Regions from separate parts of the Drosophila melanogaster genome. Here region 2 is linked to region 1. Evidence: chromatin contacts called from public Hi-C data. All regions are on one chromosome and are shown on one strand. The core of a region is the stretch at or near the end of the contact, and the rest is flanking DNA. Distances in the headings are between cores, read along the strand shown.

Region 1 (3,990 bases), core at 1,381-3,880:
GATTTTGCTAACTTTTCATAGTGGCACTTTTATTAAAATCAATTAATATTAGGTTTGTCAAGATAACAAACTCACTGAATAGTTTAAAGTGCAGCAGACGTGCACATTTAAATTGAAAGCAAAAAAAAAAAGAACCCCGACAAGAGCCGGCAGTGCGGCTTTGATCTTAAATCACAGATATATTCTACCCCATCAAATAAATCAAATTCGCGGAATCCCAGAGTCGTCTACATGCGTGCGGAAACTCTTAATTTGAGCACAAAGTGGATTCTACTGCGATTCCCTCTGAAAAGAGAACAATGAGTGCATAAATGGGCATTATCAGCGCCTGCACTCGTATTTGATCAACTTCGAATTGCCTTTTGTGTTCCACTATCAATAAGTAATCAAAGCCACACTTCCTTCCTTAGATAATAGTCTGGAAAATGGAAGCTCCGCCTTGATTTAATTTGAATTCGCTTCACCCTCACCCCACAACCCGCTATATCAAGCGAAGGGTGAAGCGTTTAAACGAGCGTTAAATTCACACCCCTAAAATGCCGCTAAAAGATCGCTTTCACACTTTAAAATGCCATAGATAATGTCCACAGAGAGATCTTTAGATCGGCCCAAAGTAAATATGAATTAGTCGGGGTCTTATTGACTCAGCGTCACACGCCGTAGATGGATGGATGTTCCGTTCCGCTCGGATGGGTTTTAGTTAAATGTAAAAGTTCGGGCATGTTGCCATATGATCGATGGCTGGTGGACGTTGATCGAGCTCCACATTGATAAGACTTTGTGTTAGGGGCGGATGTTTGAGCTCGTAGGGGATAAGTGGTCGATAAAATTCGATAGAAAAAGAAAATTAGAATGCAATTAATAAAAATTAACGTTTCTCTTGATCTTTGCGAAGACAAAGACCCATAAATATATTTTAATTAAGACATTGCATAATTTGAATACATAAATCTTGTCGTGACGATTCTTGGGGCAAATTAGCAATTAAACGCGCCATCTTTATCGGCAATCATTCATTTCGCATCTTCTGGCATTTTCACGACTCGTTTGCGGGCATCGCAGCTATTAATAAATATATATCTCCTGGCGTAAGTAGGGCATGCAAACGCCGCTCAGACCTGACACAAAAAAAAAAAATGGCCCAGAAGAAAATTGCTTTTCTGTTGATTTTTCACAGTCTCCGGTCGCGTGTTCACAGAAAAAATATTCGGCTGGTGTGTTCCATAGAACTGTAACGGTAATGAAATGCACTGCTAAAAATAAAGTCATCGTGCGCTATACGCCTTACGATATTATTGAGAACTTTCATGGAAATATAGATAAATAATAGTGGAATTTAAAATACACATTCAACATGGCATATTTTATTGCATATTTTCCAAGAAAATATCTCAAACAAAAAAAAAAAAAAAAAACCAAAAACTTTCCTTGTGGCATTGACTTTTGGCTCGATGCCCCAAACTTTTTATGACTACTGGGAACCGAGTAGAATTTGCGATGAGCTCATTAGAGTCGATTCTCCGGTCATGTTGTAAGCGCCTGATCGTCGTCCGATCTGTGTACCGACTTCATGGGATAATGCGTAGTTATAAAAAGACAGTTAACTATAATCAAGAGCCTTCATGTGAAGCGGGCGTGTAGGGCTGAGTGGGTGTGGTTCCAATGCGATTTAAGGTAATTGACTATAAGTACCCATGACGAACTTCTGGACAGTTCCCCAGTGGAAAAAAAAAACTGGATTTATTTCTTATCGCAAAACTTGCGATAACCAATTTGTATATGTTCATTCAGGGAGCGTGCCGATTTTTTAGTTTGCGAAATTGAGTTGTTATGTTTTCTGAGTCATTGTCGAGCGGGTTTTGGTAGCCGGGGATTAAATCTGCTGTATCATCTTGGTCCAGCGTTTATTTCTATTTGCTTTTAATTTCACAATCAAAACAGCAATAATAAAACCGTGCCTTATCTTACGGACATATCTCCCCAAGCGTCGTCTCGCTCTAATTTGGATTTTTCCTCTCTCTCTCGCTCTTTTCTTGCAGCTGGCGCCCGACGGTGGGAATTTCATCAGCTGTTGTTGTTGTTCATTTCACAGCAGCAGTCGGCCTAATAAAAATGCAATTTTTATGGTTAAGAAAATAGTGCGCGAACGCCGTTGTGTTGCACATTGGAAATTGTGCAGAAGCCAGAAGAAAATGTGTCTTGGAAAATGGAAAAGCACGAGCAGCAGTAGCACCAGCAGCAGCTATAACATTGAGCCAGTGATGTAATACAGAGCAAAAGTGAAGCGGCGGCAATTGGCATTGCAAAAAAGAAACAGATTATACAATTTGTGTTGCTGCCGCACTGAACTAGGACAACAGCAGCAACAACAGCAGCAGCAACAACAACCACTAGTGATAAAGACCGGCTGGCAACAGTGCAGCGGCCACTTGCAGCAACATAATTTCAAAGTCGGAGCGTGGGAATCGCAAATCACGGCAGTGGCAGCAACAACAGCAACTGCAGCAACACTCGAGCACTCGTGGCTCTCCGGATCGCTCATTTCGCTCGCCGTTCTCGCGCTGGCGTTTCTCCGTTTCGCTCGCACCCGCCTGTGGAGCAGTCGCGTATATTTGGAGGCGTTGGGGCGAACGCTCACGACAGTTGTGCTTGGAACGCTTCGGAGTGAAGATCGTGCTCGTCCGATCGGTGCGCGTGATAAATACACGGCGAACAAAATTGAGTCAAGAGTCAGACGGTCGCAAGACAATTGACAAGACACGAAAAATCATAATAAACACAAGTGGAAAAGCAACTGCTTGAGAGCAAAAAAGAAATTGTTTTTTACAAATCTCGCACGTAAATTAGCAAGCGTTCGCAAGAAACAAACCGCATACAATACTGAACACAAAAAAAAGGGTATTCAACAAAAAACCAAAAATATTTGGCTGCAAATGTGAAGAGACGAGAGACAGCGGATATACTACCGAGTGAAATTTGTGTCATAAGCAGAGCCAAAACAAAACCGAAAAGCCAAATTCAATAAAAGGCCATAAGTGACTGTGAAACTGTAAAGTGATGTGTGGTAATCGAAAAACAGCATAAAGAATGGCCATAGACCTCCTGATCCTGGCCCTGCTGCTCGTCTCGTTCCTGATCAACCTGCTGGCGCTGTGTGCCTTTTGGATAACGCCTGGCTTGAGGACCACCGCCAATCGCTTTACGATCAACCTGCTGGCCATCAATCTCATTGGTTGCTGCATCTTGGCCCCCACTTTGTTCCTGGGACTGCCGGGAAAGTCTGCGGAGGCATCCACTTCCAACGCCGAGACCCTGGAGTTCTTCTCGAAGCCGGGAAACCATCAGGTGATACTTCGTCGCAATGGCCAGCTGGTGGAACAGGACGGCGTGGTGGTGCGAAGGAACATCAGCGAAAACGGCGATACGGTGGAGACCTTCTTCAAGTGCAATGCCACCTACTGTCGCGAGTTGACCATCGATGAGCGCGGAGATGGTGGCTTTGTCATCACGGAAACCGAGACACACGAAGAGAATCTCTCGGCCTTTGAGAGCTTACCCACGGAGGCTCCCATTTTGCCGCCCGTCCAACTGAGATGTTGGTCCATAGACATGACTGCTGCGCTGGGAGCTCTGGCAGTACTGCTCGTGGTGGGGGACACCTGGTGTGCCGTTACGGATCCCCTGCGCTACCACAGTCGCATTTCGGGCGTGAAAACCTGGATCTTCATAGCACTCACCTGGGTGGTGGGCATACTCTTTGGAGCCCTTTCCGCCTTCCGAGTTTTGGACTTTGAGGCGGACGCCCTGTTCAGCAGACAACGCCGCCTGGCAGTCACGTACTTCAACATCAGCAGCACCAATAGTATTTTCGGAGTGGTGTACGCCAGTGTCTACTTCATCGTGATCATCCTCCTGCCCTTCGGCTTCGTGTGCGGAATGTACTGGAGGATATTCAGTGAGGCGCGCGGAAATGGGCTGCGCATGCGCCAG
Region 2 (4,224 bases), core at 382-2,881, 3.5 Mb after region 1:
CGGTGTGTGGAGCGGGGCGTGGTTCGCCCGACTTTAATCTACAGAATTGACTGGAAAAGGCCAAAAAGGCGAAAAGAGAGTGTGTGTGTGTGTGCTCGTGTGCTGGTGTTTGATTGTGTGTGTGAGTGCCAGCTGCACATGTAAGTTTTGTTTATAATCGCCAACTGGAGAGCAGCAACAATGAAAGTCAAAGTGGAGCGCACAACGAAAAAGCCCGCCATCAGAAAGCCCGAGGATCCAGATCCGGCGGAAGAGGACAGGGTCAAGATGGTGCAGGATGACCCAGAGGACCAGGAGAACCAGGCGGTGGATGAGGAGGAGCTGGACTTTCTGCCCGCCGATCTAAGCGCTGCGATATCGACGGCGACAACGAAAATAGCAACACCGACGCGCAATCTTATCGTAAGTGCGATACTCTATTTGTGTACCCTACATACGCGGGAGTATTATCAGTCGGAGAACGGGTTGACTTTACAACTGTTACTTTCTTATAGGTCACATGCACCTTGGTAGCTCGGTCATATGCTAAAAGAATCTAAAGAAACTTGACCAATAAGCCCAAAATTATTGTGCTACCAATAGCGAATGGTTGCCTTGAAATTCCCTTGCAGATAGTTGAATCTAGAAAATAAGATGATTATTCACTTATGAATTCGCACACTGAAAGGGTATTCGCGCTTCGTTGCCATCTGGTTTTATTGCTATTCACTCGGATTAATAAAGAGGAAGTGGGATAGAAGAGGATAGGTACGGTCGGGCGGTACAAACTGGTACTGCATAGAACGCAATAATTCCGTACTCCCCCCGGTTTTGGATATGAATCTCAACATATCTCACAGAAAGCGTCTGAATGCTAAGGCTGACTTTGTCTGTGAGGCGAAAACATATAGAAAACGGCACACATACGGGTCTGGAAACTTGTTTAAAAAATATATTGAACTTTTTGTTTTTTGTTGTTGCCTTGTATACTCGTCTGCCTTTTTTTTTATTATGATTATTCGCCGAATTGTGTGGTGCGCATTTTGTTGTAGCTTTCCATTGTTATTGTTGCCGCTGTCTCGTTTTGGTTTTTATTTCGTATTTACTTTGTCGACATCTTTGGAATTTCAATTTACACTTTTGTTGTTGTTTCGCGCTGTCACTGTGCCGCTCTCTCACGCGCACAAGGCAGTTAAATGGCAGAGAGAGAGAGAGAGAGAGAGAGCCAGAGAGCGCGAGCAGCTCACACAGATACTTTTATCGCATGCGAGAGAGGCAGACGTGAGTGGGAGAGCGCGACGAGTGCGAGTGAGTGGCTTATTGTGCATTCCCTCGTTGCACTTGATTCGTAGTCGCAGCCAAGGTTGCCCTCTTTGCATTTGTTTTTCTATTGTTCCACTATCTCTCTGTTTCTATTTCGTTTGGTTTTCGGACATTCCCCTCACCATCCATCGCCATCCCCTGTGTATCTTGTATCTGTCAGATATTTGCACCCTGCATCTGTTTCTTTTTTTGTGGCGTAGGTGCGGTCTTTATTGCTGCTTGATTCTCGTTCGCAACACGTGCATCGCCAATTTCATATTGCTGCACTGTGGCCAATAAGCCAAGAAACCGCTCGGAGGTCAAGGCTTTCGCTTCCGTTTCTAATTGGATTCCACTTGGGACTGCGGCAAGCTATGAAATACTGGATAGCATATCTATCTGAAATTTGTATTTGCCGCATTTTGGTGTGATTTTAAATTTAACTTTGACGAAGCTTATTGATTTTCAAAGATATGTTTTTAAATGTCTATGCTAACTGTCTATATCCTTAGGTGGACATATATATTTTTTATTTTATTAGCAATAATGACTGCCACTTTCGGCTGCCTTTAGAATTCAAAGGGAAATCTTGAATGCGAAAATAGACTTGTCTTCTGTTCGGCACGCAAATCCCCCGGCTAATACCAGACTTGACAAGCGAAATATATATATGTACATATATATCTTTCCACCCCGATTTCCCATTCGGCTGACATTCGAAATTATGCTGCAGTTGATTTTGCCATAGAATTAAATCCAATGCCAAGGTCAAGTGGCACTCAGATGCTGCGGCTCACCCCCGTTCTTCCCCCCCCGAATACCTCGAATCCCCCCTCGAATCTCGCTGGTATTCCACTTAGAATGTCAAGCGACTCACGCGTCGAAATGTTTGAGATGCAATGTTGGGTATGGTGATAGGATGGGGATATGGCGATCGGGATGGTGGGCTTGGGGTTGTATTTTGCGATTATATGTATACTGAATATGGTGCTGTGCACTTGAACAACTCAAATTGCCTTTTTCGCATTGCGCTGCATAAAACATGCAGCGTGCTACATAAATATTCCATGCATTAAAAGCAAACGCATTAAAAGTCACGAGCAAATCGGCTAACGAGCAGCGAACTCTCCTCGGAGATAACCTTTTTACGGATTTTTATGTTTGCACACTCGGGGTCAAGAGAATAGGGTTTAATTAATTGCAAAACACAAGCTGGAGATCACATGAGATCACTATAGGTATAGGATAGGATTAATCCTAGAGATTGTGTTATTAGGTGATCACAACCACTTTCTGCCAATAATAATTGCCTACATTTATATTTGATTCGTTTTAGTATTGATTTAAAAAAAAAGCCCTTTCGTTGCGACACCAACTGTACAGAACAGAACCGCAGATTCGTTTTTTTTAGCGCTTTATAATCACGATCGGATATCCAGCAGAAATTGCCAATTTAATGTGCGCATCAACTAAAAATAAATAAATATAAAATTGCCAATGCTTCGGCCGCCGCCTTTGTTGCCATCGACATCAGCGTGCTCACTTAGCCAGCAAATAAATAAATAAATGCACACACATCACAACAAAACACAACAAAATAAACAATTAATTATTGTTGTTCTTGTCTTGTTGTAATTTCGTCTTCGGTTCCTACGTTTTTTATGGCGAATCTTTTACGACATTTCGCCTTTGCTGTCCTCGCACTCGTTTTCTCATTTCTTATATCTTATTTGCTTTTATTATTATGGCTTTCGATTGTTCCAGGAAAATTTCCGGGGATTTCGAAAATTCAACCGCGTTGCTTCACGCACGTTCATAGATTAAAATCCATATAAATAGATTGTGTAGATAGCAGAATGCACTTGTTACCCAAAAGCGATTTCTTTGATTAATTTGTGGGTTTCGGGGGAAATGTGCAATGTGCACCTTGCCAGAATTGATAAGAAAAAAGGTAAATATAACTCTTAGTGCCCAGTGAAAACTGGGAAATGATCAATTGGTTTTACTTATCAACTTTATGTGTTAGCTTTCCTTCTTCGAAATAATAACAATTTTATTTAAAATAATATAGCTTACGAATGCTAGCTAACTCCAGCTGTAAGAATAGAAACTTTATAACAAGATTATTTATAGGATGAGCTGGCCATTTTTTATCAGATCTTTACTAAGACGGCTTAGCTTATCTCTGGATCTGTGTTCTTTCGCTAGATTTGCTATTTCAATTAGTTAAAATCATCGGTATGAAAGATACTTTGTACATACATGGCTATCTGCACTTCAAAGAGCGTTTAGCTTGTGCATTTTGGCGCTACGCTAATGAAATCGTCTCATGACGTCAATGGCTTGAACTTAGCATAAGTTGAGGCCTTTGAAAAGAAAACAACTTTAGAGTTGAGAAGCCGGTTTTCGGGCCGCGATTCATTTGAGAGCCAAATTTGGTCAACACGGTTACTCCGCGCCATGACGTCACAAGTTTGGGGGCCAGAGGAAAGCGATCGCTTTTCCATACCATTAGAAAATAAGACCGAGAGCATTATGTCATCACCCAATCGAGCATTTCGAACTAACGAGCTGGTAAAAAAAAAAAATATGTAAGCAGCCAAAGGAAAATGTCAGAAGTTGCGTGTTTTCGCACTAGCTTTCGATTTTCTCGGAATCAAAATGGGGCCGTCATGGGTAGCAAAAGTGGGAGAAATAAATACGTTTATCAGGACCGCTGAGAGGGGGGTGGGGGTTAGATGGGGCACTGATAGGGCTTATCTCCTACATACATAGACACCGCAAAAATTCACAAGAGTCACGCTTTCATCTGAAATTTAAATAGATATAGTGAATACAAACCACAATCTATCGTAAATGAGCAGTATAATAGAAATTTATTAATTAATCTGCTGTTTTATGCAAATGTATTTATTCCCTTTTATATTTTTGTGAGTTTACTAA

What was found. Hi-C and Micro-C count contacts between places; a contact is called where the count stands out from the background.
Region 2: a contact with region 1 is called in a Hi-C map of the Kc167 cell line, with 2.3 times the contacts expected there. A contact is called at or near these places in 3 of 107 Hi-C or Micro-C datasets (the Kc167 cell line, the S2 cell line and embryo).

The regions. Positions count from the first base shown.
Region 1 is chr3R:26,227,618-26,231,607 of dm6, forward strand. It overlaps CG12290, which reads left to right and starts at 2,631. Exons shown (of 1, transcript NM_001300611.1): 1 at 2,631-3,990. The coding sequence starts at 3,088. It overlaps lncRNA:CR44320 (long non-coding RNA:CR44320), which reads left to right. Exons shown (of 3, transcript NR_125267.2): 3 at 2,040-2,651.
Region 2 is chr3R:29,773,420-29,777,643 of dm6, forward strand. It overlaps lncRNA:CR46110 (long non-coding RNA:CR46110), which reads right to left and starts at 1,632. Exons shown (of 1, transcript NR_133481.1): 1 at 905-1,632. The region is part of intron 1 of kay (kayak); the gene reads left to right.